7 separate regions of the Mus musculus genome follow, and all the other regions are linked to region 1. The links are chromatin contacts, called in public HiChIP or PLAC-seq and promoter capture Hi-C maps. All regions are on one chromosome and are shown on one strand. The core of a region is the stretch at or near the end of the contact, and the rest is flanking DNA. Distances in the headings are between cores, read along the strand shown.

Region 1 (3,628 bases), core at 732-3,231:
CTCTGCCTCCCAAGTGCTGGGATTAAAGGCGTGCACCACCACTGCCCTGTAGCACTTGGCTCTTAAAGAAAGGCAGACATTAGGCTGGTGAGATGGCTCAGTGGTTAAGAGTACTGACTGTTCTTCCAGAGGTCCTGCATTCAATTCCCAGCAACCACACAGTGGCTCATAACCATCTGTAATGGGATCCAATACCCTCTTCTGGTGTGTGTCTGAAGACAATTACAATGTACTCGTATACATAAAATAAATAAATACAAAAATAAATAAATTAGCAATGAAAATAATTTTTTAAAAAAGAGACGCAGATATTATTATCTCTAATCTTCCTAAGTAATGAAAGGATTACTTAACTTCATTTTATGAACAAGAAAACCAAGGGTCAGGGACGTGAGGTACTTGGCAGGGCCCAGTGAGTAAATAATCTGTTCCAGGAAGGCATGCTTTTGTATTTTCACATGCTCACAAAAGTTCCTGTTGCATAGTATGACTTTCACAAATACAAATCAATGCATTTTATATCACTGGCTTAAAAGACTGCTCGGTTTCCTTTTGCCCTGTGGTATGTCTGGGCTAAGGACATTAGAGGAGACTGGAGGAAGAATGGGTGGTGCTGAGACCAAAAGCCTGGTGTTCTTTACTCTTTACAGAGATGTTCCTCAGGTAGAAAAGCAAAATGTCTTCAGGTGAGGAACAGCAAACTTACTAACCTTAATTTTAATGCCTTTTCTCCTGTCCAGTTCCATTACTTTACATTATTATTACTATTATTACTATTGAGTTTTTGAGATGGGGAGTAGCCCTATCCTGGCTATCCTGGAAGTAGTTCTGTAGACCAGGATGACATTGAACTCAGAGATTCATCTACCTCTGCCTCCTGAGTACTGGAATTAAAGATGTATGCCACCATGCCTGCCCTTTTTTTTTTTTTTTTTGGAGACAAGAACTCACTGTACAACCTGCCTCTGCCTCCCAAGTGCTGGGATTAATGGCATGTGCCACCTACTGCCCGGCCATTAGTAATAATAATATTACTACTAGTACTACTACTACTACTACTTTGTGAGGCAGGATCTTGCTATGTAGCTCAGGCTGGTCTCAAACTCAAAATCCCCCCCTTTTTAGCCTCTATGTACTGCATATACATGGAATAAACAAAAATGTAAACATCCAGGCCTTTTGGTTTTTTTGTAGCAGTAGTTGCTACAAAAATGGATACACACATATTATACAAAGTGTTTATATAGTTACAATGTATACCAAACAGTCGAAAGCATTCTTTAAAATGCTGATGGCCAATGATACTGGGGAGAATAATGCATTTTTACTCTACGTGGGACTGAAGCTTCTAAAACTCCACATTCTCTAGGGAGTGAGGAGTTTCCTTCTTTCATTTAAAAACAAAAACCTCAGAGGTGTAAGTCTGGTAAATCTTCAATTCACTCAGCAGTAGACACGCGGAATGGGAGGGGGAGGGGGAGGAAGGGGGCGGAGGTTCCTCGAAATCACCGCCTTCCGTGGTTCTCACTGAAAGGACCTGAGAGAAGCAGCAAAGGACATTGGGGAGGAGACAACCGGCTTGGGATCTAGGGTGTGTGCGTGCGCGTGCGCGAGCGTGTGCGAGCGCGCATGGGCGCGTACTAGTTTAGGCTCACTACTTATGGACACTAGCTCCTCTTCCGGTTTGTCTAGAGACTGCGCATGCGCATCACTGGCCTTTAAACGTGCATCGCCGGTCCATCCGGTAAAAGGATCCGGCCATCGATTTACAATTTTGTTCTTCCGCCAATGAAATGAACTATTTTCTCTTAGCCTGAGAAATGTTTTTAACTAACCACCTCCAAATAAGGGACATATACAACCCGATTTCTTTCGGTCATCACATGATGAAGGCTTCCTAGGTTTTTTTCTGACTCAAAGTAAACGGAACTCGGAGAGACACCTTGCGGAGGGATCTGGTTTGTTGTGGTGAGGTACAGAGGTGGGGGGGAGGAGACGCTGACAAACCAAGATGGCGGTGGCAGCGGTGAAACCTGCCGCGACTGGGACTTAACTGTAGTAGTGAAGGCTTCAGTAGTTGGGAGGCAGCGGTAAGGTGTGGAAGAAACGGAACAGGACTAAGAACCTGTAAAAGGAACCTCAGCCTGAGACTTTTAGAGCACGGCACCCGCCCCCCTAAGCCCTTGACGGGCGGTGGCCGTCCTGCTTAGGGCCTAGACTCCGAGAAGTACCTCGGTTTCAGACAGCGGCGGCGCCATGCGTCCTTAAGGGCGACCTGAGCCCTCCCGATCTCTGGCCCAGCCCTCGGGCCCACCATGGAGCTGGGGTCCGACGATTTCCTACCGCCGCCGGAGTGTCCGGTGTTCGAGCCTAGCTGGGCCGAGTTCCGAGACCCTCTTGGCTACATCGCGAAAATCAGACCCATCGCCGAGAAGTCCGGCATTTGCAAGATCCGCCCACCCGCGGTAAGGCTGGGAGCTGATGGTCGCCAGCGGCGAGTTTGTGGGTGGATCCGGGTAGCCAGTGGTGAAGTCCCGGGCGGAGGGCAGCAGGTGTGGGAAGAATATGGGATGGCTGGTATTTTGTGGATGCCTCACGAAGCGGAAAAAGGGTGCTGGGGTCAGGGCTCCTCGTTTTGTGGCATACAAGTGACCTGGGGTCTGAGACCCACTCCCACTCTGCTCTTGAGAATTTCCCTTGATTCAATACACAGATGCTTAATGGGCTGGGGAGAGTTCGCAGGGAGGCACAGAGACTCCCATCTTTTACTTTGTATCACCCTGGTCGAGGCAGTTACAAAGTAACGACTACTGTCATTATTCCCTTTAAGGCAAGCTGTGTGGTGTAGTGGAAAGATCACGTCTCAAAAGGGAGTCAGACGTGAGTTTAAAACTACTTAGAAGGTTAGCAGCTGTATGACCTTGGGCATGTAAAGTAATCCCTGAGCCTGTGAATTGTGTGCTGGGAATAATTAGATTAAACCAGGTAACATAGTGCACTCTGGTAAGTGGTAATTACTGTGACTGTGAAGGTGCTTGATGTGGTCATTGGTTTGCTTCTGTGTGTGTTGACTCATGTTTACTCACGCTGTCAGGCCAATTCATCTCTGATAATATCCTAGCCTGGTGGCCAGTCAGGAAATCATTCTCACAGGGAGTGCTCTTTCTGGCTCCTGCGTTTTCTAGTTGAAGGTAATGTCAGAACCTTCTTGCACATGGTCCCCACAGCCTTCCTATGGAGAAGTTTAGACCAGTTAGCTTGGTATGGCCTTCTCAGAAGATCTGGATTCTACCTCAGGCTCAGAATGTAGATGATCCTATAAGATAAGGTTTTCTTGGGTCCCCAGGAACAATAGTGGAGATATGGAAATCTTCCTTTGCTTCCCAAATGTTCAGCAAAAAGGACCATATTGTTGCTTCTAGTCCTGACTAGCCCAGGGGAAGTTTTCCAAAGGCTAGGACAGGCTGCTGCCTTGCTGACACACTGGAGGAAACAATGGTGAACAGTGTTTAGTAACCACTTGAGATTCCTGGGCTGGTTTGAATTTATCCGCAACAATGTATCTTCGAGGAGGTGCTTCTGGATGTGGAAGCCTTATTCCCACTTGACAAGAGCATCTTAGGTCTTC
Region 2 (4,029 bases), core at 501-3,000, 1.4 Mb before region 1:
CTCCAAGGATTTAGGGCAGCAAAAGGGGCTTGAAAGGCAAGCAGCAAGAAAGGGGGGGGGGGGGTATCGGTCTTACCTGAGAGCGAGCTGGATCTGCACCACTCTCGCTTGTGTCAGACATGTCTCAAGTTCACCTAGCAAAGCTGAGTTCAAAGAGAAGGCCTGGGTCAAGTGGAGAGCCCGCTGAACGTCGTATCCCTTGTTCTGCCTAGAAGCTGATCCTCACCTTCTTTAGGGCCCCAAAGCCCAGCCCCTCCCGGAGCCCCAACCAGTAGGTGCTCAGATACAGAAATTCTGTCTCTAGGTCTCAGTTCTCTGCAGCCGCACCCTCCCCTCCTCCAGGAAGATGTGCCAGCGCGGCAGCTCTGAGGACCCCGCCCCCTTTTCCCAGCGCACCCCCCCCCAGCCGCAGGCTTAGAGTGCGCATGCGCGTCTTCTGCAGCGCCCTTTCAACCCCGCCTGCTTTCCCAGTACAAACCCGTTCTTTGAAGTCCACCGTGCACATGCGCATTCAGCAGCTGGCCCAGTCTCTGCGAGCCCTTCTCAACACGCCCCTTTCTAGCTATACATAAAGCGCATGCGCAATGTCCACGGTCTCAGTCCAGCACCCAACTCCTATACACGCCCCTCTCCAGGTCCGCAATGCTGTTCAGCCCCGCCCCCTCCCCAACAAACCTTCCATCCAAATTGTCGCAGTGTCTGGTGGTCCTAGCCCCTCCCCTACTCACAACCACCCTATCAATTTCACAGAGCCTCCAGGTCCCGCCCTTTATCCTAACACGCCCCCCTCCAAACGGTAAAACCCAAATTGGTTTGGCTCCTTCCCTGTAACACCCCCTCCTCAACTCAGGATTGAACTAGTGATTCCATCTTAGGCCCAGCCAAACGGGGTCCAGTCCCCTCCCTTCCTAGCTGGATGGATTCGGTAAGATTTGGCTCTTAAGGCAGGTTTTCTCCAGATCCCAGAGGGTGGGGCCGACCCCTAGCAGGCTCTCATCCAAAGCTGGGGCCCATGACTTACCTCGTCCTCCTACAATTCCCGAGTGTGTCCACTCTCTCCAAGCCCCTCCGAAACTCAGATACTGCCCTCCCCACTAAAGGCCGGAAGTGGTCCCGCCCCTTTCCGCCTCCCTAGGGGGCCTCCGTCCCAGCCCGTCTGCCCCTCCCCCCTCAACACTCCTTATTCCCCCCCTCCCTATTCCCTTGCCTAACTCCGGACTCCCTATTTCCCATCGCATTTCCTATTTACTCTACAGAAATCTCTTCCCATTCCTTACATCCTTCTCTGTGTTACCTATGCAACCCCCCTCCCCAGTGTCCCTTAACCCTTCTCTGCATCCCCTATTCTTGTCCCTGGATCTCGCCTTCCCCTTCTTATTTCCCCATATTCTTCCTTCTCCTCCAAGCATGCACAGTTCCCCTTTTTCTCCCCTCCACCTCTGCCAGTCTCTGCTGTCCAGTTCATATACAGCTTACTACTTTCTTGGTCGTTCTCATTCTCACACCGCATCAAATGCAGCACTTCTGCTCCAGCTATAGTGGTCAAATAAGAATTGCCCACCTGCCCAGCTATAGGTTTCAGGTAGTTAGAACCACTGTCTGCTCACCAGGAAAGCCCAATGTTGTTCCCTCACCTTGTCCTCCAGTGAGTCTGGGATGCGTGTGCCTGCTCCTCTCAGTCCCTCTCGAAGTCTCAGCCTCCTGGACTAGAGCTGCAGACAGCCCAGCCCAGCCCAGCCCCTTTCCGCAGCCCCCTACCCCCCGCCCCCTTCCTCGGGGGTGGGGCAATGGGGCCCTGCTCAATGCTGTCTGACGCCAAAGCCCATGTTTATGCCTCTGTACCAGGTTCGGTCTGAAGCCCTTCCAACCCAAACTGCCCCCACGAAAACGATTCATTCATTGAAATTATTTATTTTATATCGTTATTTTTCTTACTACAAAAGTAGTGTGTTGTCATGTGAAAACCAGAGAAATGCAGAAATATGTAACAGAAAATTAAAAGCTATCTTTAATCTCCTTCCTCAGAAATACTCATGACATTGAGTACTTTGATAGACATTCCTCCATTAATTTTTTAATTTGTAGTCTGATTATGTGCACTTTCTCCCTACACCGGCTATACTAGTTACCTACTGTTCTGTAACTGCTTTTTTTCAAGTTATATATTCAAACCTCTTTCCCTTAGCATATGTTTTTTTAGAAATGTATAATGTTTTCTTGTATAACTGTCCTATAATTTATTTACTTAGTTCAGCTTCGTGTACTTTCTGGGTTGTTTCCCCCTTTTCGAACTATTACAAACAATGCTACAAGGACCATCCTGGTGTCTATATTGGACTGTTTTGTTGTTTTATTATGTTTTGCTGATTCAATTCATTTGAAAAAACTACCATTTTCAGCGTAAGTTAACTGTACAAAGTAATGACTTTTATTATGGCATTGACAGATTCACCCTCAATAACGTTTTTCACTAGTTTGAAATGGCACTTCTGTTGCCTGATAAATTCACATAAACAACTGGGTGTCTTCATGAGAACAAGATAAAATGTAAAGACAAAGAGAAGTAGACAAAATATCATTAGCAATAGAGCAGGTGAATGCAGACCCAGAAAAAGCTTATTATAAACTATAATTCACGGTAGTTATAGAAATAAAATTCAAGATCTTTCTTATACACAAATAGTCAGAAGTCTGCTTCTTGAGGTCACCTTTGCCCATACTGGACAAATGAAAGATAGCCAATCCTTATGGCTTTATGGACAATTTGATTCACATACATTTTCACACATCATCAAGGCGGGTTTATATATTCGTTTCATTTCCTATAAACTGTTACTTCCCCCAAGTTTGTAATGTCACCCTTCTACTTTCTTATCTCCTAGGCTCTCTCTGCTGAGCACAAATGAATAGTCTCTCATTTTCTTCCAATTCTGGTGCCCCAAATTCCTATCCTATCCAACTTATGGAAAACTTCCAATACCAAGAAAATAAAGTTCTCAAACCTGAGGGTCCTGAGGGTCTATGAAAGCACCCTACAGCTGGTCACCACATAGATGTTGTAGGTGTGTGTTTTAGAAGATCTTAGGTGTTGTATGGGGATTAAGTGTCTTCTTGGAACTAGAGAGCATAGCTATGACCTTGGTAGTCATCCAAACAAGCAGTGCTTGTGGTTTGGCCTAGAGTGTTAGCAGGGGAGATAGTGAGGAGATTGGTGGGGGCGGGGTGGACTGCTAGGACTTGATGAGTAATTGGATTGTGGAGGGGTGGATTGGAAGGAGGAACATAGTCAAATATTGGCATCTTTCTTTAACAGATAGTGCAGATAGTGACCCTTTCAGTGAGTCATGGAATAATGGAGTTAAAAAGGAAAAGAACATTGATTTTATGGCACTGGTGGTACATCCAGGTAGAAATGTCAAATTGGCAGTTGGATAAGCCTGTCTGAGAATCAAGAAAAAGGTCCGAGTAGAGGGTATCAATCTAGAAATTGGCACTTGTATACTTTAGGGTAGTAGTGCAGTAAATAACAAGAACTTAATTCCTGACAACTTTGCTGAATTTCCTTTAATGAGAAACATGTATGCCTCATTCAGCCATTGTATTTTCGAGTCTACACTGTGCCCCAGTTTCCTGGTGGTTCTCAGTGTCATATTGGTATTCATGACAGTGAGTGGATTTTCAAGAAACACCTATCTCTATTTGCCAACCTTTTTCTTCTGAAAATTATATCTAGTTGCCCATATACCAGTTAAACAACACACTTTACTATCAGAAGATGTGTTCTCTCACCTAGGAACTTCTTCCCATGAAACTGCTTTCTGTGTGCTCTGTTAACAATTTCTAACATTTAGAACTCCATGTTGATTCACTTGTGGTCTCTGGAGGAACAGAATTAGAACCTTGCATACTATTGAATTTAATGAAGTAAGCTCAATTCATGTTCATCAGCCGGGCAATGCCCTTCCTCTCTTTTACTTCCTTCCTAACACAATGGCATAAATATCCTTATCTTAGGACCTTGAGAGGCAA
Region 3 (3,912 bases), core at 199-2,698, 1.2 Mb before region 1:
GACAGAGCTCAGGCCAAAGCTCCCAAGAACACTACTAAGACGAGGAGGAAACTGAAAAGGAAAAAGGAGAAAAATAAGCATGATATGTCATAGGGAAGCAATTTCAGGAGAAGGGAGAGGTCACTGGTGCTACCTGAATGCTAGCAAGTCCAAGTAGGATGACCTCTAAAGAGATTCTTTTCGGTTTAGTAACGTAAGCTATGGAAGACCTTGATAAGAAAAATAGCTTGGAAGAAGTAGTAGAGGTGAGTTGTAGCAGGGTTAAAGATAAGTGGGAGGTAGGAAATGGGACACTTGACTATGAGCAAGTCTTGAGTCATCTGTAAAAAGAGAAGAGAGATAACTTTTGGTGCTTGTTTTTTTAGATGGGAGAAGATACCTGACTGTTTAAAGCCCAGAGCGAAGGGACTCGGAACGAACTCAGAGGTCTGTTGCTAAGAATTCCAGACCTTTCTTCTGGCGTCTTCTGTTCACTCCATGTAAGTAGGACATGGGCTTATCAGCTAAGTACCGTGGGACGGAGTTGGGGGCACAAATCAAGATCTTGGGGAGACTAGATTTGATATGGCCACCATGGATGAGAGTTATCTAGGCAATGGGGGTGAAACAGAAAAGAAAGTTGACTACTAGTAGGGTGTCGGGTCAGTTCTGAGGGACTTGTAGAAGCTGGGAAATGAGGGTTTATCATGACACAAATGTGGAAAATTGTAGTGTTACCCAGTAGTGTTCAGCTGCCTGGGCACAAGCATGGAAAAAAAGGCAAACAGTTGGACTGGTTCAGTTTTGGGTTGCTGCCAGCCGGGTAACGGACAAAACAAGGGACCGCGACAAAAAGAGTGGAAAAGTAAAGGGCCATGAGATCTGGTCTGAGAAAATAAGTACTAAAGGATCGCTACGTGCCAAGCCTAGCTTAACTCTGGGACATGTGGAAAGGCTTCTGGGAAAGAGTGTGATGGGAGAGCGGAAGAAGGCATGAGATGCGACGGAAGGGTCGATTTCGGAAATTGGGCCCAGAGACTCGCCTCTGTGGGACCAAGGAAGGATGGGAAGGAAAGCTGAAGGGCCAGCAGAAGGAGGGCCTTAAGCTCCTAGCAGTTAGAGGTGAAACTGGCCCTAGCGAGGGGGCGTGGCCAAGCTCAAATCCCGACGAGGGGGCGGGGCTCCAATAACTGGGTCTCAGCGCCGCGGTGGCTGCGGCTGTCTCAGCAACGGCTCGCGCCTCCCCATCCCCCAGTTCCCAGGGCTCTTCCCGCCTGCCGCGGTGCAGACCCAGGACGAAGGCGGAGAAGCCCGGTCCAGCCCGGTCCTCCGCCCGCACGGCTGGAGCATCGTTCCGGAGGACTGCCCGAAGGCAAGCCTCGCAGCCGGAGAGCGCGGCGCACACGCGCGCCTCCCGGCCGCGGCCGTCCTCTCTTCCCTCCTTCCTCTCCTCTCCCCCTCCCCTCTCCTCCGCCCCCAGCCTCCGCTGCGGCGGGAGGAAGAACCCTTCCCGACTAGCCCAGAGAACCCAGGTCGATTCTCATTCCGGGAGAAAGAGACCCCCCTCGGTGGGATCCGGCTGGCCGCTCGCCCCCGGCTACGGAAGTGACTGGTCATCTATTAGGAGAGCTCGTGCCTAGCGCAGCCCCCGACCCTCGCCTAGCCGCAGCCGCATAGACAGCGCTCCCCAGCGGGCCCCCGGCCCCGCCGAGCCCACTCCCCGCTTGGGGCCAGGGCTGGCGATGCCTGGCGCGGCAACGGCGGTGGCCGCGGCTGCTGCTGCTGCTGCCGCCACGGCTGCTGGCCGGAGCCCGGGTCGGGGGCTCGAGTCTCCGCAGTGGGGCTGAGCCCGCAGCCCCGCCCCCCGAGCCTGAGGCCGCTGCTCCGCCGGGCGCCGGGCCTTCTCCGCCCGCGCCTCCGCCCCAGGAACTGGAGCCAAGCGGGGAGCCCGGGCCCCGCGCCCAGGCCCGGACCATGCATGGCCACCGAGTCCCGGGGGGCCCTGGGCCTTCGGATCCCGAACGCTCAGCGGCAAATACCCCCGGTGCCGCTCCGCTGGCCTGTGCCGACTCGGACCCTGGAGCCTTGGAACCCGGGCTGCCGGTGAGCAGGGGCTCAGGCACGGCTCTTGGAGGCCCTTTGGATCCTCAGTTTGTTGGACCCTCGGATGCCAGCCTGGGAGCGCCTCCAAGCTCCCGGGTCTTACCCTGCGGCCCTAGTCCTCAGCACCACCGGGCCCTGCGCTTCTCCTACCACCTGGAGGGCTCGCAGCCTCGGCCTGGTGAGTGATCCAGACAGCATGGGAACCTGGGCCACGGGCCTGGTACCGGGAACGGGTTCTTGTTCTAGGACTTGGAGCCGACATGCTCACCCTAGCCCCTTGGGTCCCCTCAACCCCTACCCCCACCTCCTGCAGTATTCGGTCCAGTCCTTTCAGCCTTTGCCCCTTGCTCTTATCTGTCCCTTGCGCCCTCAAGCCTTAAGACTCCTTTCTCTTCTAACTGTTGAGGCTAACAGGAGAGGAAGCACTCCAAGAAAAGGGGGCAGGATTTCAGGGCAGCAATGGGGATGTGGTTGGAATAGGAGAAAAGAAGTCTCCCATTAGCTAAGTGACTACATTTGTGCATGGCACTGAACTGGGTACTTTTACAAGGGTTTTTGTTTCAGCTTCAGGAGCCATCTGTGAAGTGGATATCATCAATTACATTTTTAGGGGTGCAGACTGAGGCTTTGAGAAGTAACTTGTCCAAGGTCACACTGTCATTATGGTGCCTGGATTTAAAAACAGATCAGAGTCCAAAATCTGTGGTCTTCCCGCTTCCCCAAACTGAAGCTGGAGAGTAATGCAAGCTTTCTCCTTATGTGATTTCCCCTTATACGACTCAGTAGCCCGAAAGTATGAGCAAAAGAGAGAGGGAGATGGTGGACTGATCCTAGATTGTGCTTCTGCTAGGTGTGTGTGGCCACAGGACAAGGGGAGGAAGAGGTAGGGGGTATTGATGAGAGAGAAAGGTGGAGCTGAGCCTGGAGGAAGGGGCTGAAGGCGCTGCTGGTACGAAGGAATAGGACAGAGAGGTCAGAAGGGAGAGCTGCTGGGCCAGGAGATTGTTTGGAAAAATCATCAGGATGGTTGCTTGGGTTTGCAGTGTGGTGGAACAACTCTAGGTCAGGCTGGGGCCACAGACCCCGATGGGCCTTTTCATAGTCCTGAGTATCTGAGCAGCCTAGCAGAGCCTCTAGGATATTCTCACGTGGGCCTGAGTCTGGGAGCCTTGAAGGAAGAACAGTGTATGGATCTGCCCTATCTTCACTGGGACTGAAGGAGGTGGTGAGCTTTTAGCAGCTTCCAGGGCTCATAGCTCACCTTCCACAGATCACTAGGACTGTGGCTCAGGACCAGGTAGTAGGAACAGTTGGTGAAGCATAAAACATGGGCAGAATACGCCTCTCTCTGCTGTCTCTTCTTTGGATAGTTATGGAACCTCTGGGAGATTTCAGGCGCTGCCCCCCCTCACCCCCTTGTGAACTGGAGATAGGCAGCTGACACTCTTTAATGCTCTGCCCTGCTTGTTGCTTCTGCTGGCTTCCCAAACTCCCCTGGACACATGCTACTCATACATACATACATACATACATACATACATACATACTTGATCTTAGCTCCTCCCTTCAAATCCCTAAACAGCCAGAGCTCTCCCACTGCAGTCTGCATTTGCTTTGCCTTCTGCCTGTTAGCTCTTCCCTCAGCCCTCCACCTGGCTTGCTCCTCATCTTTCTGGTCTCAGCTCAAATGTCCCCTCTGAGAGACCTTCCCTGACCACTTTAAGTAGGGCCTCTTGTGAATCTCCATCACAGCTGCCAGTGTGTGTCTATCCTTACATTTAATACAGTCTGAAAGTGCCCTCTTGTATGTGTCTACTTGTTTATTGCGGC
Region 4 (3,493 bases), core at 705-3,204, 1.3 Mb after region 1:
CTTCGAGTTTAGAGACAAAGCACATTTTTACAGCTTTAACTCCAGTTCCATTTAGTCATTGTGTAGAATCCTGTACCATTTCCTCTTCCTTGTGACTAGATGTTTAGAATGACTGCCTCTTGTACATTTATTTTCTGTTAATTTTTCTTTCAGTACTAGGAATTGAACCCAGGGTCTCTTCACACACAGTACGCATGTGCTCCATCAGTGAGCAGCAGCCCAGCCCTTCTAGCTAATAGAATATTTTATATACATATGTACATATGTTTTAAATACCATAGATATTTACATTTGATGTGTGTCAGTTAATTATGTTTTGATATGTATTTAAAGCAAGTATACTTTTCATTGTACATTATATCTATATGAGCTCTTGCATATATAATGATTTTTGTACTAGTCATGGGTATAATGGCCCTGTATTTTGTTTTACACTGAGATTTATTAAGGTACTGTGACGTAATGATTTTGAAATGCTGTTAAATCATCTCTAGGTTTTTGTATGGGAAAAGGATTTTCTGTGTTCAAAGCAAGAGAAATAAATGATTTCAGAATAATTTCTTCTATAATTCAGGTTTTCTATAACAGTAATACTCCATTTTTTGTTTTCTTTATTTAATCCATAATGATTATGTTAATTTCTGCCACGACTATTGTGTGCCTGTCAATTTTTACCTTTACTCTTGTCTGAAAATAATATTTGTAGTTTTTAAAAATCATAAACGCAATGCATATTTATTCATCAAATTCACAATCTTATAAAAATAGAAAATAAGAATTATTTACAATTTCAGCTCTTACTAATAATTACCTTTATCATAATGGAGTATAGCCTTTCAGATTTTTTTCACACATACAGTCTACAAGCTTTTTGATGCTGACACCTACACACATGTATTGTTTCCATTTGTTAAGAAAACCATAAAAAATAACCCCAAATATCGTCTATTATTTTCTCCTAACTACAGTGCATTTAATGTATTTTTTAGAGACATGTAATACTACATGAATTAGCCACCATCTTTTAGACACAGGGATTATTTTATTGTATGGCAAAATCATAGTATTCCTGTCACAGACCCATTTAACTAGCTAAACGCTATTTTTTAAAATGCCACGTTGTTTATATATACTTTTCGAATTGATTATTAGGTCTTTCTAAACAAAGGTGCAAATCCTTAAAATGTCCATTTGTATTTTCAAACTGCCCCATTACAACAATTCATACTACGACTAGCATGAGAGTGCATTTTCTCGGCTCCTGGTCAACAAGGTTTAACGTTCTTTTTTTTTTTTTTATCGCTGCCAATATGATAAACCCGAAGGAAAAATCTCATTGTGTTTATTTGAATCCCTTTGATTAGGAGCGAGCCTCATCTTTTCAGAAGCCTGTTGGCCGTTTCTCGGCTTCTTTTGTAAAATGCTCGCTCCCGCCATGCCTTCCCTTCCCCCAACCGGGCGCTCATTCTCCCTTTTTGCTTTGTCAGAGTTCTTTACTATTCATTTTTCGTCCTTTGCCTGGGATCGGTTCAATTCAGGCTTTCATCCTTTCACTGCCTCCCAGATTGCGAACCCACATTCTCCATTGGTCTTTCAGTGGCTGCTAAAGAAGCTGCCTCCCTCTTCCTCCTCCTGGCCTCCTCCCTTCCCCCCTCGCCTCGCCCGCCTCGCCTTGGTCCCCTGGCTTTTCTCTCCAGCCTCCTTCCTTTTCCTTCTCTTCCCCCCTCTCTTTGTTTATTTCTCCCTCCCTCTCCCTCTCCCTCCCTCCGCCCCCCCTCCTCTGCAGGGCAGGAGTTTTGCGCTCGGCCGCGAGACGCTCGCTGGGCTGGCGCCGCGTCAGCAGGGGGCGGGGCGCGGCCGGGGGCGGGGCGGGGCGGGGCGGGGCGGGAGCGCGGGCGCCGCAGCTGCAGGAGTCGCTGGGAGTGCGCGCGGGCAGATCACAAGGCGGCGGCAGCGGAGACGGCCTGCAGGACCTGCTCTCTCAGCCCTCAGCCGAGGCCTACGCCGAGCCGAGTGCGCAGCCGACGACCGGGAGGAGCCGCAGCCTTCAACTCTGAGGTACTGTGATCCGCGCTGCCCGCCGGGCCGCCCCAGTCCGCTGCTGCGGCACCTCCTTCCCTCGCGCCCTCTTCGCTCGCCAGCGCCTTCCCTGTGAGCCTGCGTCACCGCGGCCGCCATGGCTGAGAACGGCGAGAGCAGCGGCCCCCCGCGCCCCTCCCGCGGCCCTGCGGCGGCCCCAGGCGCGGCCAGCCCGCCGGCCGAGCCCAAAATCATCAAAGTCACTGTGAAGACCCCCAAAGAGAAGGAGGAGTTCGCGGTGCCCGAGAACAGCACCGTGCAGCAGTTCAAGGAAGCGATTTCCAAACGCTTCAAATCGCAGACCGATCAGCTCGTGCTGATTTTCGCCGGAAAGATCCTGAAAGATCAAGATACCTTGATGCAGCATGGCATCCATGATGGACTGACTGTTCACCTGGTTATCAAAAGCCAGAACCGTCCGCAGGGCCAGGCCACCACGCAGCCCAGCACGACTGCGGGAACGAGCACGACGACCACGACCACCACCACGGCGGCGGCGCCGGCGGCGACGACATCATCGGCTCCCAGGAGTAGCTCCACACCTACCACCACGAATAGCAGCTCCTTTGGGCTGGGAAGCCTTTCCAGCCTTAGTAACCTGGGCTTGAACTCGCCCAACTTCACCGAGCTTCAGAACCAGATGCAGCAGCAGCTCCTGGCCAGCCCTGAGATGATGATCCAGATCATGGAAAATCCCTTTGTTCAGAGCATGCTTTCGAATCCTGATCTGATGAGGCAGCTCATCATGGCCAATCCACAGATGCAACAATTGATCCAGAGAAACCCAGAAATCAGCCACCTACTGAACAACCCAGATATAATGAGGCAGACGCTGGAAATCGCCAGGAATCCTGCCATGATGCAAGAGATGATGCGAAATCAAGACCTGGCTCTCAGTAATCTCGAAAGCATCCCAGGTGGCTACAATGCTCTGCGGCGCATGTACACTGACATTCAAGAACCTATGCTGAATGCCGCACAGGAGCAGTTTGGGGGCAACCCGTTTGCCACGGTGGGGAGCAGTTCCACCTCAGGGGAAGGTACTCAGCCCTCCCGCACGGAGAATCGTGATCCGCTGCCCAATCCTTGGGCACCACCGCCAACAACCCAGACGGCTGCGACCACCACCACCACCACGACCACAAGCAGTGGCAGTGGCTCTGGCAGCAGCTCCAGCAGCACCACCGCCGGGAACACCATGGCTGCAGCTAATTACGTGGCTAGCATCTTCAGCACCCCAGGAATGCAGAGCCTGCTGCAGCAGATAACTGAGAATCCCCAGCTGATTCAGAATATGCTGTCTGCGCCCTACATGCGGAGCATGATGCAGTCGCTGAGCCAGAATCCAGATATGGCGGCCCAGATGATGCTGAGTAGCCCGCTGTTCACTTCGAATCCTCAGCTGCAGGAGCAG
Region 5 (3,816 bases), core at 42-2,541, 1.8 Mb before region 1:
AATGGACAGAGTTTCATTAAACAGTCCCAGCTGGCCTTCAACTCACTCAGCCTTCAACAGCACAGGCAGGCCTTGAACTGCAACCCTTCCCACCCATCTTCCCAGTAGCTAGATTACAGGCCTGTACCACCAGGCCTGATCTGACCCAGTAATGTTGTATGGATAAAGAATTGTACCCTGAAGAAATCAGGCACTTGGTCATTTGTTCAACAAATACCACCAATGTTGAGAACACATAGCAGTTCTGATGCTGAGCAGAAAGTATAATGGTGAGCAAGGAGGAAAAAGCAAGTATGATCCTCTCCTTAGGCATCATCCTTTATGATACCTGACATTGGCATAAGGAGGAAAATCAGTTATTAGATGATGTCGTCACATTTGGAAAAAAAGTTCAAGTCTTTTTCTCATTTTAAGATTCATTTTTATCACCTTGTAATCATGCACGTGTCTGTGCATGTGGGTGTAGGCCAGAGGCATCTGACTGTCTAGAGCCAAGGTGTGTCCTAGGAAGGGTCCTCTGTAGGAGCAGTACTAGCTCTTAACTGCTTCGCCATCTCTCCAGTTCCTAGGGTCTTTTTTCTAATCATTACCTGTCAGGGGGGGTTCAGTGGGATTTCACTTTTCTTAAATTGTTAAAGCAATAACACAAATACTCATTTCTGTATGCTTAAATTATACCCATGGGAATGGGGAAGAAAAAAATAATCCCTAAATCAAGTATTGTAAACTGCATTGAGTCTGGATGATTGCAATGTGGATAAGAATTGTTTTCATTAGTACCCCTGCAAACGGTTAAATAAAAGAACGAGGATGTTTATAAAGATCCTCTAATGTTAATCCTAAAGACAAGTTAAAGAATGACTTTTAGAAAAGCCAAAACACAAGTAGCTGCCCAACAGAATTTAAACCGCCTACTATAAGAGCAAAGGGCTTTATCCACAGGCAAGCAAAAAAAAAAAAAAAAAGCAAAAGAGAACCAGATTGAGGAAGCATAATTTAGAAAGACTACTTTTTTTTTAAGCACAAAGGGCGGGGTGGAGTGGGCAGGACTCCGATACCGCGGTTAACATTGCCATCTAGCGGCCACAGAAATTGAAACTCACCCTCACGGAACAAAATTATTTTCCTGCCGCTTTTCAGTCAACTGTTGTAGAAATGAAGACTCCGGAAGGTAAGCGGAATGGAGAAAACCGCCAAAATCACTCGTACTTGCCTAAGAGAGTACGGCGATCCGAATCCGCGATGAAAGCCCGAACGCCCATCCTCACCCTAGCGAAAATCAGCCGAAGTCCCGCCTTCTCACCGGAAGGAAGCTGTAATCTGCGGTCTAGGATTGGCTGATTTTCGCGTTGGCGCAGTGGTACGAGTGAGGTCGCTGCCAGCTTCCCTAAGCATTACCGGTAAGTAACTTCCAAAGCTCCTGTTCTAGGCCAAAGAACAGAGCTTGTGACTTGCAGCCACACAGCCCTGGTCTCCTTATGTTCTAGCCATTCGAGCCTTGAGCCAGATCGCCTCCCGTTCAGCCCTTACCTCTCTGATCATGAAACCTTTTTGGATGATTTTACCTGTACCCTAAAACACCGGCGGGGGGGGGGATCACATCCTTTACCAAAAGAAGGTATACTTTGAACACAAATGATCTACATTGCTTTCCTTTTTTTGTTTTTTGTTTTTTCGAGACAGGGTTTCTCTGTATAGTCCTGGCTGTCCTGGAACTCACTTTGTAGACCAGGCTGGCCTCGAACTCAGAAATCCGCCTGTCTCTAGCTCCCAAGTGCTGGGATTAAAGGCATGCGCCACCACTGCCCAGCTCTTTCTTTCTTTTTTGTTTGTATGTTTGCTTGTGTTTGAGCCACAGTGTCCTGTAGTCGAAGCTGGTCCGGAACTTGGCATTTCACCAAGGCCAGATTTGAACTAATCCTCATGGCTCCACCTCCAGAATGCTGAGATTATAGGCAGTGCAGCACCAAGTTTGGGAATGGGAATCAATTCTTACTGACAGTTACTTTAGCATCAGGAATGCTTTGGATGTGTAGTTTACTGGTGTTTTTCTTATGGGATTTTATTAAGAAGCCAACCTTGAGGTCAGGGCTCTAGAGAACTTTTCTTCCAGCTATTTCAGCCTTTGTTGTTTTCCTGGAATTAAGTCTCTGTGTTCTCTGGTCAGGCCCCTTTCTTAACTATATTGAAGAGAAGCCAAATAGAGCATCCAGGCAGCAAAGATCCCTGTGTCCAGCCTAGCAACTCCTTGGTGCATTGCACTTTTTTTTCCTCTCCAAAGTTTCTTTTATTTAAACAAAGAGTTTTGCGATGAAAATCCCTGAAAAGACGCTGTGTGTGGTTGTGTTTATGTCTGCAGAAAATGATAGGCCCACTGGAATTTCAGAATTATAGAGAGATTAGAATTGTGCAGGTTCAGAGGCTAAGTGCTTTATCTTGAGCTAGGTTTAGCCTTCCTGGCCCCACTCAGTATCTGAACACTAACACCTGGTGATAATAGAAAAAAATCTTTTGGAAGGTGGTAACTTTAGAACTAACATCTTGCAATAATAAATAAAAAGCTCATTGGCACTATTAACTTAAAGCTAACATTCTGTGATAATAAATAGAAACCTCTTAGAAGCTATTTGCTTAGGACTAATATCTTATGATAATAAATAAAAGTCCCTTAGAAGCTATTAATTTAGTAAAGCATTAGCTCTGCCAATCCCAGAGCTAAGACTGTCATCAGATAACATCTTAGGCCTATAGAATAGCTCTTCCATCTTGTTCATACCTCTCTGGTTTACCCATCAATGTATTTTAAACTTGACTTGATTCATGACTTCCTTTGTCCTATAAAACTATTTGTAAAAAATAAAACTATAAAACTCCTTCCATGATGGAACTTGGCATTGGGGTAAACTAATTCTGTATTCCTGGGCCAAGGTCCCACAAAATGGATCCCGAAGAAAGTATCTCTTATTCCCTGGAAGAAGGGAGTTGTGGTTTTCACAACAACTGCATGAAATCCACTCATCTCCATGATATCTAGCCTTTCCTCTACTTGTGCCCTAGACAGAACAGTAAAATGAGAGTCAAAGGAAGTCAGGAAGTAAGTGAACTTGGCTTTCCTTAAGAGTATCATGCACCTGAAAGTAATGTTTCTAAGGCAGGTCTACAACGTTGTAAAATACTAAAGAAACCTTCAAGAGATTATTGTTAACCGGGAGATAGTGGCGTATACCTTTAATCCCAGCACTACAAAGCCAGGCAGACCTTTGTGAGTTTGGGGCCAGTCTGGTCTACAGAGCAAGTTCCAGGACAGCCAAGGCTACACAAAGAAAAACCCTGTCTGGAGAAAGATTTAAAAATAAATAAATAAATAAATAAATAAATAAATAAATAACTTTTTAAAGGGAGATTATTTGTAAATAGAAATTTCATCCTTTTAAAACTAATATATTAGCCAAACATAGTGGTGTACACCTTTAATCCTAGCACCTGAGAAGCAGAGGCAAGTAGATCCCAATGAATTAGGGGCCAGCCTGATCTAAACCTTGTCTCAAAATAAAATAAATAAATAAATAAAATAAAAAGCTAATTTATTGCTGCCACCTTATTGCATAGAACCATATAGAGGCATCTGGACTGCACACAGAGGCACTGAAAGCCAACCTCTATAGATGTTTGAGGCTTTGTATTTCAGGTGCATGTATTTTTAATGACATTACCATTGTTGACTTTACCAAATAGTATATCAGGCTTTTTTCTATAAATAATTCCTACTGGTATCTTAGATTGTATTACTTGGTTACAACATTAGAAGCTAGAGGG
Region 6 (3,978 bases), core at 1,193-3,692, 1.7 Mb before region 1:
AATTATCCAAAGTTATTTGTTACAAAGTTATTCCTTTTTTTAAAGTTATATATTTTCTTTATATACATTTCAACTGCTATCCCGAAAGTTCCCTATACCCTCCCTCCACCCTGTTCCCCTACCCAGCCACTCCCTCTTCTTGGCCCTGGCATTCCCCTGTACTGGGGCATATAAAGTTTGCAACACCAAGGGGCCTCTCTTTCCAATGATGGCCGACTAGGCCATCTTCTGATACAAATGCAGCTAGAGATACGAGCTCTGGGGGTACAGGTTAGTTCATATTTGTGTTCCACCTATAGAGTTGCAGACCCCTTCAGCTCCTTGGTTACTTTCTCTAGCTCCTCCATTGTGGGCCCTGTGTCCCATCTTATAGATGACTGTGAGCATCCACTTCTGTATTTGCCAGGCACTGGCATAGCCTCATACGAGACAGCTACTCCATTGTGTAAATTTACCACATTTTCTGTATCCATTCTTCTGTTGAGGGACATCTGGGTTCTTTCCAGCTTCTGGCTATTATAAATAAGGCTGCTATGAACATAGTGGAGCATGTGTTCTTATTACCAGTTGGAGCTTCTTCTGGGTATATGCCCAGGAGAGGTATTGCTGGATCTTCCAGGAATATTATGTCCAATTTTCTGAAGAACCTCCAGACTGACTTCCAGAGTGGTTGTACAAGCTTGCAATCCCACCAGCAGTGGAGGAGTGTTCCTCTTTCTCCACATCCTCGCCGGCATCTGCCGGCATCTGATTTTTTTATCTTAGCCATTCTGACTGGTGTGAGGTGGAATCTCAGGGTTGTTTTGATTTGCATTTCCCTGATGATTAAGGATGTTGAACATTTTTTCAGGTGCTTCTCAGCCATTCAGTATTCCTCAGTTGAGAATTCTTTGTTTAGCTCTGAACCCTATTTTTTAATGGGGTTATTTGAATTTCTGGAGTCCAGCTTCTTGAGTTCTTTATATATATTGGATATTAGCCCCCTATCTGATTTAGGATTGGTGAAAATCCTTTCCCAACCTGTTGGTGGCCTTTCTGTCTTATTGACAGTGTCTTTTGCCTTACAGAAGCTTTGCAATTTTATGAGGTCCCATTTTTCAATTCTTGATCTTACAGCACAAGCCATTGCTGTTCTGTTTAGGAATTTTTCCCCTGTGCCCATATCTTCGAGGCTTTTCCCCACTTTCTCCTCTATTAATTTCAGTGTCTCTGGTCTTATGTGGAGGTCACAAAGTTATTCCTAAAGGAGAGGGGTAATCCCTGGGACTGTCCTACATTCCCACCCACGAGGGTGTGTTTAATTATAATACCTTTGGATTTAATACTGTAACTCCACTAAATAGTGGGCTTTTATGGAAAGACCTCCATTAGTTATTGGCATATGGCCATAGTTCCATTGCCCTAGCCTTAGGAAAGGCATGGGGAATACAATATAAGAGAAAATATTAAAAGGGGTAGAAAACAGAGAAACTAATATTTTAGCTGTATGTTCTAAGATGTACAGGAGAGTGTGGGTTCTGGGAGCATACTGTCAACTTTGTAGCCGAGGTATGTACTTTGTAGATGTGCAATTATTAGTAGCCCACCCTCCCAGTCTTAGGGTCTTTATCTGTGACAGAGATAACTGTGCCTCTGTCTTAAGATTCTTTTTTTATGTGAATAATCACTTTATTATCTGACTGTTGAAATTAAAATTCTTTAGTTTTGAAAAATAAATATAGATATACACCTGAGAATAAGACCTGAACATCTGTTTCTAGAATCCAATCCATTACAAATTCACACAAACCAGCCCAGTGCTGTGGGTTTCCTTCTACATGACCACAATGACATCAGCAGCCTTCTTTCAAATGATTTTCATTCCCAGACCACTGTGGACATTAAGAGCAAGTGTCTTAAGATTCTTATGAGGCTTAATTAATCAATGCAAAGTAATTACCCCCTCAAGGTACAGAGTAAAACCACTGAATCAACACAAACTGTTATTTTCTCAAACTAAGCACTGTGCCAAATATTTGTTCATTTATTGAAGTGACACAACATCCTTTGAGTTGATCTACTTTCCATGGAGGCTCACAGCTAGAACCCTTCAGAGCCCCAGTGCCTAGAGTGCCGAGAGTGTATTCTATGTCTGACTTCAGGGTCCTCTCCACGTGGACTTGCCTTTAGTGGCCTCCTTCATGGCTGAGGGAACTGAAGGTCAGAGGGATGGTTCTACAGAAGGTGCCCTGGATTTATAAGGATGGTCTGATCTCAAAATCGAATGAGTTAGTTTCACTACCCCAGAGGGAGTAGAGGAAGAAAACAGAAAGAGAAGGCACAGAACAAGGGGAGTGAAAGGAGACTACTTTGCTTTTTATCTTTAGCAGAGGCCTGAGATACCTTAAGGCCGAGGCGGAAGGGGGTGGGGTGGGGTGGGCGGGGCTGAGCAGGAGGCTGGGATGAAAGCTGCTTCCCAGCCCAGCCCACAGCACTCACCGTCTTTGGTTCGTCCTCAGTGCAGGGCAACAGGTAAGAGGTTCTTTCAGTGTTCTTTCTGGGCTCTCACCAACACTGTATGTTGACCCTGGGTGGACTTTTGACCTTCACAGAAACTCTCTTCTGTTTGGGGGTTTTCCTTTCTTCCTCCTCTCCCTCTCTCTCTCTCTTACTACTTTCCAGTACTTTCATCTTACTTCACTAATTCTCTGTCTGACATTCCTGCTTTCTGTTACTTTTCCCTCAAAGGACTTTTCTCTATCTCCTCAACCCCTCAAAACCCATTTCTGTCTCCTTAGTCTCCTTCTGTCTCTGTCTCTTCCTCTCCCCCATTTCTCTAGGAAAGGCATCTTCATATTTCTTCCAAAATTCTCCAGTCACCCCATTATCACTTGACACTTTCCCATCTGCTTGGCCTAGAACAGAGTGTGAGGTTTCAGAGCCTTGTGGGTAGGGGGTCAGATCCAGGGAAGGAAAATTGGAGGCTTTTGTGGGGGAGGGGGGGTGGTTAAGAATGGTAAGGCAAGATGCAGGAATTGAGAGGTTGCAAAATTAGTAGAAATAAAGGGAAAAGGCGGAAGAGAATTGTCATTGTACAGAAAAGGCAGATTTGGAGTCTCACTCTTAAGTCACTGTGAGATCCCAGGCAGGTCATTTATCCTTTGACAAAAGGGCCTGCCCACAGTTCCCACAAATTTCTTAGTTTTGTGGTATACATTCTTCTGTTTTTAATTGTCCTTTGACTTTCCAGGGTTGGAAAGAGGGCACTAGGAGGGGAGATAAGGCCTGATGCTTCACTGGAAGAAGCAAGGGATTCTTTTCCAGACTTAAATGATTCTTAATATCAAGCCACAAGTAATGGGAGACAGGGGACAGAAGAGCTGCAAGAGTGGCTTCTGGCTTCCCTGCTGGGATGGTGGCCCAGCTGATCTTTCTGGCCTATGGGACTGCAAATTAGGTGCTGACCTAAAAGGGAATTATAGACATACAGGGAAAAAAACCCTTTGAGTAATGATGCCACTTGTCTTGAGAATTCCCGTCCCTCTTTGATTTAGTTTTAAAATTACTCGAAATCTTTTCTATGTAGTGGGTTATATAAATCATTAAGTGGTGAAATGAATTCATAAATGTTCAATAGTACCCCAAATCCTACTTTAGAACATTTGGAGAAAGCATTGGTCATAAATTACTGTAACAGAGTGGCTTGGTGTCTAGAGTCAACTTCCCAGCTATGAAAATCGGGAATGTTTGGACCATAGATTCATGGTCGCTAAGTTAGAAGTCTCTGGAACCAGACTGCCTAAGCTGAAATTTTGCTTCCTTTACTTAACAGTTTTGTAATTTGGGTGAGTCACAGATCTTTTGGGGACCTCGGTGTCTATTTCCAACATCATCCTGAGGACTGAATAAGTCTATGTATGTAGAACATTGACAATGGTCAGAGCTTTGTTAATGTTTGTATATCAGAACCAGAAGATAAATTATGAAATTTCCAATCTA
Region 7 (3,876 bases), core at 973-3,472, 1.2 Mb before region 1:
AGGGTTTCTCTGTGTAGCTCTGGCTATCCTGGAACTCACTCTGTAGACCAGGCTGGCCTTGAACTCAGAAATCTGCCTGACTCTGCCTCCCAAGTGCTGGGATTAAAGGCGTGGGCCACCACGCCCGGCTTCTGGTTCTCTATGAGAGTAAAAAACAAGGCATAAGGCCATGCAATTATAAACTCAATGAATTTGCTCCTCCCTTGGGAAGTGTGCATCTCTCATTTTACCTTAGGTGAGAAGAAATATCTGGCAGTTGTGATGCATACTTTTAATCCCAGCACTCAGGAGGCAAAGGCTGGCAGATCTCTGAGTTCAAGGCCAGCCTAGTCTACAGAGAGATTTCCAGGACACACACACCCCACAAAAAAAAAAAAAAAAACTGTCTCAAAAAAAAAAATCAACAACACCGGGGCCTAGCAAACACATAAGTGGATGCTCACAGTCAGCTACTGGATGGATCACAGGGCCCCCAATGGAGGAGCTAGAGAAAGTATCCAAGGAGCTAAAGAGATCTGCAACCCTGTAGCTTCAACAACATTATAAACTAACCAGTACCCCGGAGCTCTTGACTCTAGCTACATATGTATCAAAAGATGGCCTGGTCGGCCATCACTGGAAAGAGAGGCACATTGGACAAACAAACTTTATATTCCCCAGTACAGGGGAACGCCAGGGCCAAAAAAATGGGAGTGGGGGGGGGAGAGAAGTGGGGGGGGTATGGGGGACTTTTGGGATAGCATTGGAAATGTAATTGAGGAAAATACGTAATAAATTTTAAAAAAAATCAACAACAAAAATTAAGAGGCTGGAGAGATGGCTCAGTGGTTAAGAGCAGTTAAGAGCACTGCCTGTTCTTCCAGAGGTCCTGAGTTCAATTCCCAGCAACTATATAGTAGCTCACAGCCATCTATCGTGGAATCCGATGTCCTCTTCTGTCATACAGGTGCACATGTAAATAAATAGAGCATTCATATACATAAATAAATACAATTTTAAAAGTAGAGAAAATCTGAGCTCCTATTCTATGGATGAGGAGAGATTTCGAATGCACTGCATTGTAGGATGATCAGTGATATCACTGGCTTTCTGGGCTAAATGGGAGGGGGGAGTTGTCTGCATCTCTACTGCTCAGATGCCCCCTCTCTTGGTCAATCTGGTGATTATAAATCATTTGGAGGGTGGGGTTCTGTCTCTACCTCAAAAGGGAAGAAAATAAACCTGAGTTTCTCTACCCTGAGGGTCTACTTGAGAGGCATAGCATTATCTCAGTGGACTAAAGTCTGTTCCCAGGTACTGTAAGCCAGTTTGGGTGGGCCTTTACTACCGTCAGAAAAACAGCAATTCTTTATGGGGTAGCTATGGGGGTCTAATTTTCCATAATGAAGGGGGAGGGGTAAATCTGTGTGGTTGCCCATAAGTCTCTGTCTCCAATGATTTTGAGGGCTGATGGTGTCTGGTGACTGGTTACAAGGGTAAACATGAGAAGGGTGGGTCTCTACGTTAGGAGCTCTCTTCCTCTAGATATTACACAATTCTGAGCTCCCCTATCGCAGTATGGAGATGGACAAGCCCCGTTAAAGACCTATGCCTTAATAAGCCAGAAGTCGGCCTGCTCAACCTTGTATTGGAAATTATTTTCTTATAGGGCAGGGATGATATCATCCACCATTTGATGGGTCGACACACCTGTCTCCATTACGCAATGAAAGTATAAACGTAATAGACCTTCTCACACATGGATGGGGGCGTCTGTCTACATGGGAGAAATGGCAGTAATGCGAAATGACGCCCAAATATCCTGAAAGGCGGAGGGCAACCGACATTTTGTCTCATACGCATGGTCAGTGCCTCTCTACATAGCCAGGATGCATCTTTAGAGCCTCTCTAGGAGGCCGCCAGAATGCAGTTCAGCGCATCGCCACATGTGGAGCTATCCGTATCCCTCTTCCAGGCCCTTCTACTTTACAAGAGAGCCAGCTTTTCACCTCTCTAGTCCAGGATGGCGAGCATCTCTGGTTTCACCTTTAAAAAAACAATCTTTACTATACTGCTGGCCTGGTGAGCACTCACCACGAAAAAAAAGAGAGTAGTCTCTTACCTACACTTCCGGCAGGGACCTCGGAGAGCTGTTAGAAGCACAACGTCGCCAGTCCAGGAGTGCGCAGCTAGGCTCCGCCCAGACTTCCGGATCCCAGCCCAGCTCTTTGCTCCGCCTAATTTGCGTAAGACGCAAGGGCGGAGTTTCGATATAATTGCTGCGCCGCACAGTCCCGCCCCCGCTCCCACGCTGGCCCCGCCTCCTGGCTGCCGGCGGGTAAAGAAATAGCGAAGAGGGGGGCGGGAGCCTGGCGATGGGAGGGGGGGCAGTTGTGTGTATCTGTGTCTTGTTTGTGTGTGTGTGTGTGTGTGTGTGTGTGTGTGTATACTCATGTGGCCACAAAAGCTATTTGTAAGACGAACTCTTTTGTGCGGCTTCCTGGCTAGGGTTAAGGATGTATCTTCTCTAGTCTGTTACCAAAGTAATCACTGGCAGCATTAGATGAGGGTAGGGGGCAATAGTTTGTCCTCCTGGAAGATGGCGACAGACCGGGTGCGAGAAAATGGCCGCCGGAATCACGTGTCTATTTGGCTGCGTATATCCCACCTGAAATGAGTTCGCTGTTTTCAGCAGCTTTCCAGTCTCACGGGACTCTAAAGCATAGCAAGGCTCAGCCGGGAGCAGCAACCGAAACTCTTTGGAATTGTCACTCACCGGTTTACCCTCTTCTCCCTCATGTATGATTCCTGTGTCTGCAGAAAATAAACCTATCTCTAAAGCGAGGGTAGGTAAGGGTGTCTTTAATAACCATTTCAGGAAACTTCTGACTTGACTGGGAAGTGAGATAACCCTCCAAAAAGCGTAACTATTAATTTAATTCCTTCCTGGTCATTTACTTCCAGTCCTTTCCCTCTCCTCAAGTCTAAACCTTAAGGGTGGGGGTTGGGCTAGGTAAGGCAACCACCCAGAACGTGTGTTCTTCATCTGCAACTCATTCCTGCTGAAAACAAGCCCTTTTGCTCTCCCTCCCCTTATAGTACAGGATTGGCTGCTACCTTTCTCTCTAGACCCCAGATTCTTCTGGACCCCCAAAGTAGCCATAGTATTTACAGGCTCTATTTACCTATTGTAGCTCTATGAAATTTCTAATACCAGCGTTTTTATGACTCCCAGTTGAGTAAGAATCACAGCATCCTTTATCACAATACTACACTGTAGTAGGTTTTTTTCTTAAATTTTTTGTAGATTTGTTCTAGTTTGTGAGTTTGCTGTTATGTGTGTGTGTATGTATGTGCACCATATACCTTCCTGATGCATGTGGAGAGCAGAAGGATGCTTTGGATCCTCTGAATCTGGAGTTGCTGATGGTTGTGAGCCATCTGCATGTGAAAGCTTGCTGCTGAGCTCAGGTCGCCGGCAAAAGCAACAGGCTCTCCTAACTGCTGAGCCATCTCTCCAGTCCCTGTACACTATAGTTCTTAATGTGGCTTCATCACCACAGGAGAGAGGACTCCTCAGAGAAATGACAGTTCATCTTTGAACTCTCATAGAAACCCAGTACAAAACTGGCTGGAAGCAAATTTGTCAACTGAAATTAAGAGCTGCACCACAAGTCAATGGGGATTGAACAGTTTAATAGGTAGCATTGGGAAAATTGGATCAGGATAAAGAGAAATATAAATGCCAGGTATGGTAGTACATCCCCTGAGTACAGAGTCTGAGATTGGAGGATCAGAAATTCAAGATCATCCTGGTTTGCACAGGCAGAGTGATTTAAAAAGGAAATTCATGATTTTGAAACAGAATGTCTTCTAGCCCGGGATGTTCTCAGAATC

The links. Promoter capture Hi-C pulls out the DNA fragments that hold promoters and counts their contacts. HiChIP or PLAC-seq counts read pairs in DNA pulled down with a chosen protein or histone mark. Capture Hi-C pulls out chosen DNA fragments and counts their contacts.
Region 2: a contact with region 1 is called in a promoter capture Hi-C map of pre-B cells, with 4 times the contacts expected there. The contact joins the promoter of Maged2 here to the promoter of Kdm5c in region 1. A contact is called at or near these places in 3 of 39 promoter capture datasets (cranial neural crest, liver and pre-B cells).
Region 3: a contact with region 1 is called in an H3K27ac HiChIP or PLAC-seq map of microglia, with 6 times the contacts expected there. The contact joins the promoter of Fgd1 here to the promoter of Kdm5c in region 1. A contact is called at or near these places in 2 of 39 promoter capture datasets (cranial neural crest and frontonasal cranial neural crest) and 3 of 115 datasets of contacts at active chromatin or transcription factors (embryonic stem cells, microglia and stem cell-derived neural progenitor cells).
Region 4: a contact with region 1 is called in a promoter capture Hi-C map of pre-B cells. The contact joins the promoter of Ubqln2 here to the promoter of Kdm5c in region 1. A contact is called at or near these places in 2 of 39 promoter capture datasets (erythroid cells and pre-B cells).
Region 5: a promoter capture Hi-C map of liver shows a contact between it and region 1. The contact joins the promoter of Tmem29 here to the promoter of Kdm5c in region 1. A contact is called at or near these places in 1 of 39 promoter capture datasets (cranial neural crest), 2 of 484 Hi-C or Micro-C datasets (both in CD4 T cells) and 2 of 9 other capture datasets (liver and pancreatic islet).
Region 6: a contact with region 1 is called in a promoter capture Hi-C map of embryonic stem cells, with 6 times the contacts expected there. The contact joins the promoter of Alas2 here to the promoter of Kdm5c in region 1. A contact is called at or near these places in 2 of 39 promoter capture datasets (embryonic stem cells and erythroid cells).
Region 7: a contact with region 1 is called in an H3K27ac HiChIP or PLAC-seq map of embryonic stem cells, with 9 times the contacts expected there. The contact joins the promoter of Gnl3l here to the promoter of Kdm5c in region 1. A contact is called at or near these places in 6 of 39 promoter capture datasets (the C10 cell line, embryonic stem cells, erythroid cells and 2 more), 1 of 484 Hi-C or Micro-C datasets (CD4 T cells), 5 of 115 datasets of contacts at active chromatin or transcription factors (astrocytes, embryonic stem cells and large pre-B cells) and 1 of 9 other capture datasets (adipose tissue).

The regions. Positions count from the first base shown.
Region 1 is chrX:152,231,246-152,234,873 of GRCm38.p6, forward strand. It overlaps Kdm5c (lysine (K)-specific demethylase 5C), which reads left to right and starts at 1,982. Exons shown (of 26, transcript NM_013668.4): 1 at 1,982-2,465. The coding sequence starts at 2,316.
Region 2 is chrX:150,812,595-150,816,623 of GRCm38.p6, forward strand. Maged2 (melanoma antigen, family D, 2) reads right to left here and starts at 1,751. Exons shown (of 13, transcript NM_030700.3): 1 at 1,635-1,751; 2 at 77-143. The coding sequence starts at 121.
Region 3 is chrX:151,045,722-151,049,633 of GRCm38.p6, forward strand. It overlaps Fgd1 (FYVE, RhoGEF and PH domain containing 1), which reads left to right and starts at 1,449. Exons shown (of 18, transcript NM_008001.4): 1 at 1,449-2,260. The coding sequence starts at 1,954. It overlaps Gm46690 (a long non-coding RNA gene), which reads right to left and starts at 371. Exons shown (of 2, transcript XR_001782846.2): 1 at 1-371.
Region 4 is chrX:153,496,278-153,499,770 of GRCm38.p6, forward strand. Ubqln2 (ubiquilin 2) reads left to right here and starts at 1,955. Exons shown (of 1, transcript NM_018798.2): 1 at 1,955-3,493. The coding sequence starts at 2,177.
Region 5 is chrX:150,457,859-150,461,674 of GRCm38.p6, forward strand. It overlaps Tmem29 (transmembrane protein 29), which reads right to left and starts at 1,292. Exons shown (of 3, transcript NM_001359039.1): 1 at 1,214-1,292. It also overlaps a transcript of Apex2 not described here.
Region 6 is chrX:150,544,975-150,548,952 of GRCm38.p6, forward strand. It overlaps Alas2 (aminolevulinic acid synthase 2, erythroid), which reads left to right and starts at 2,443. Exons shown (of 11, transcript NM_009653.3): 1 at 2,443-2,511. Mir3620 (microRNA 3620) reads right to left here and starts at 2,471; the gene lies at 2,411-2,471. It also overlaps a transcript of Apex2 not described here.
Region 7 is chrX:151,015,100-151,018,975 of GRCm38.p6, forward strand. It overlaps Gnl3l (guanine nucleotide binding protein-like 3 (nucleolar)-like), which reads right to left and starts at 2,223. Exons shown (of 16, transcript NM_198110.2): 1 at 2,102-2,223.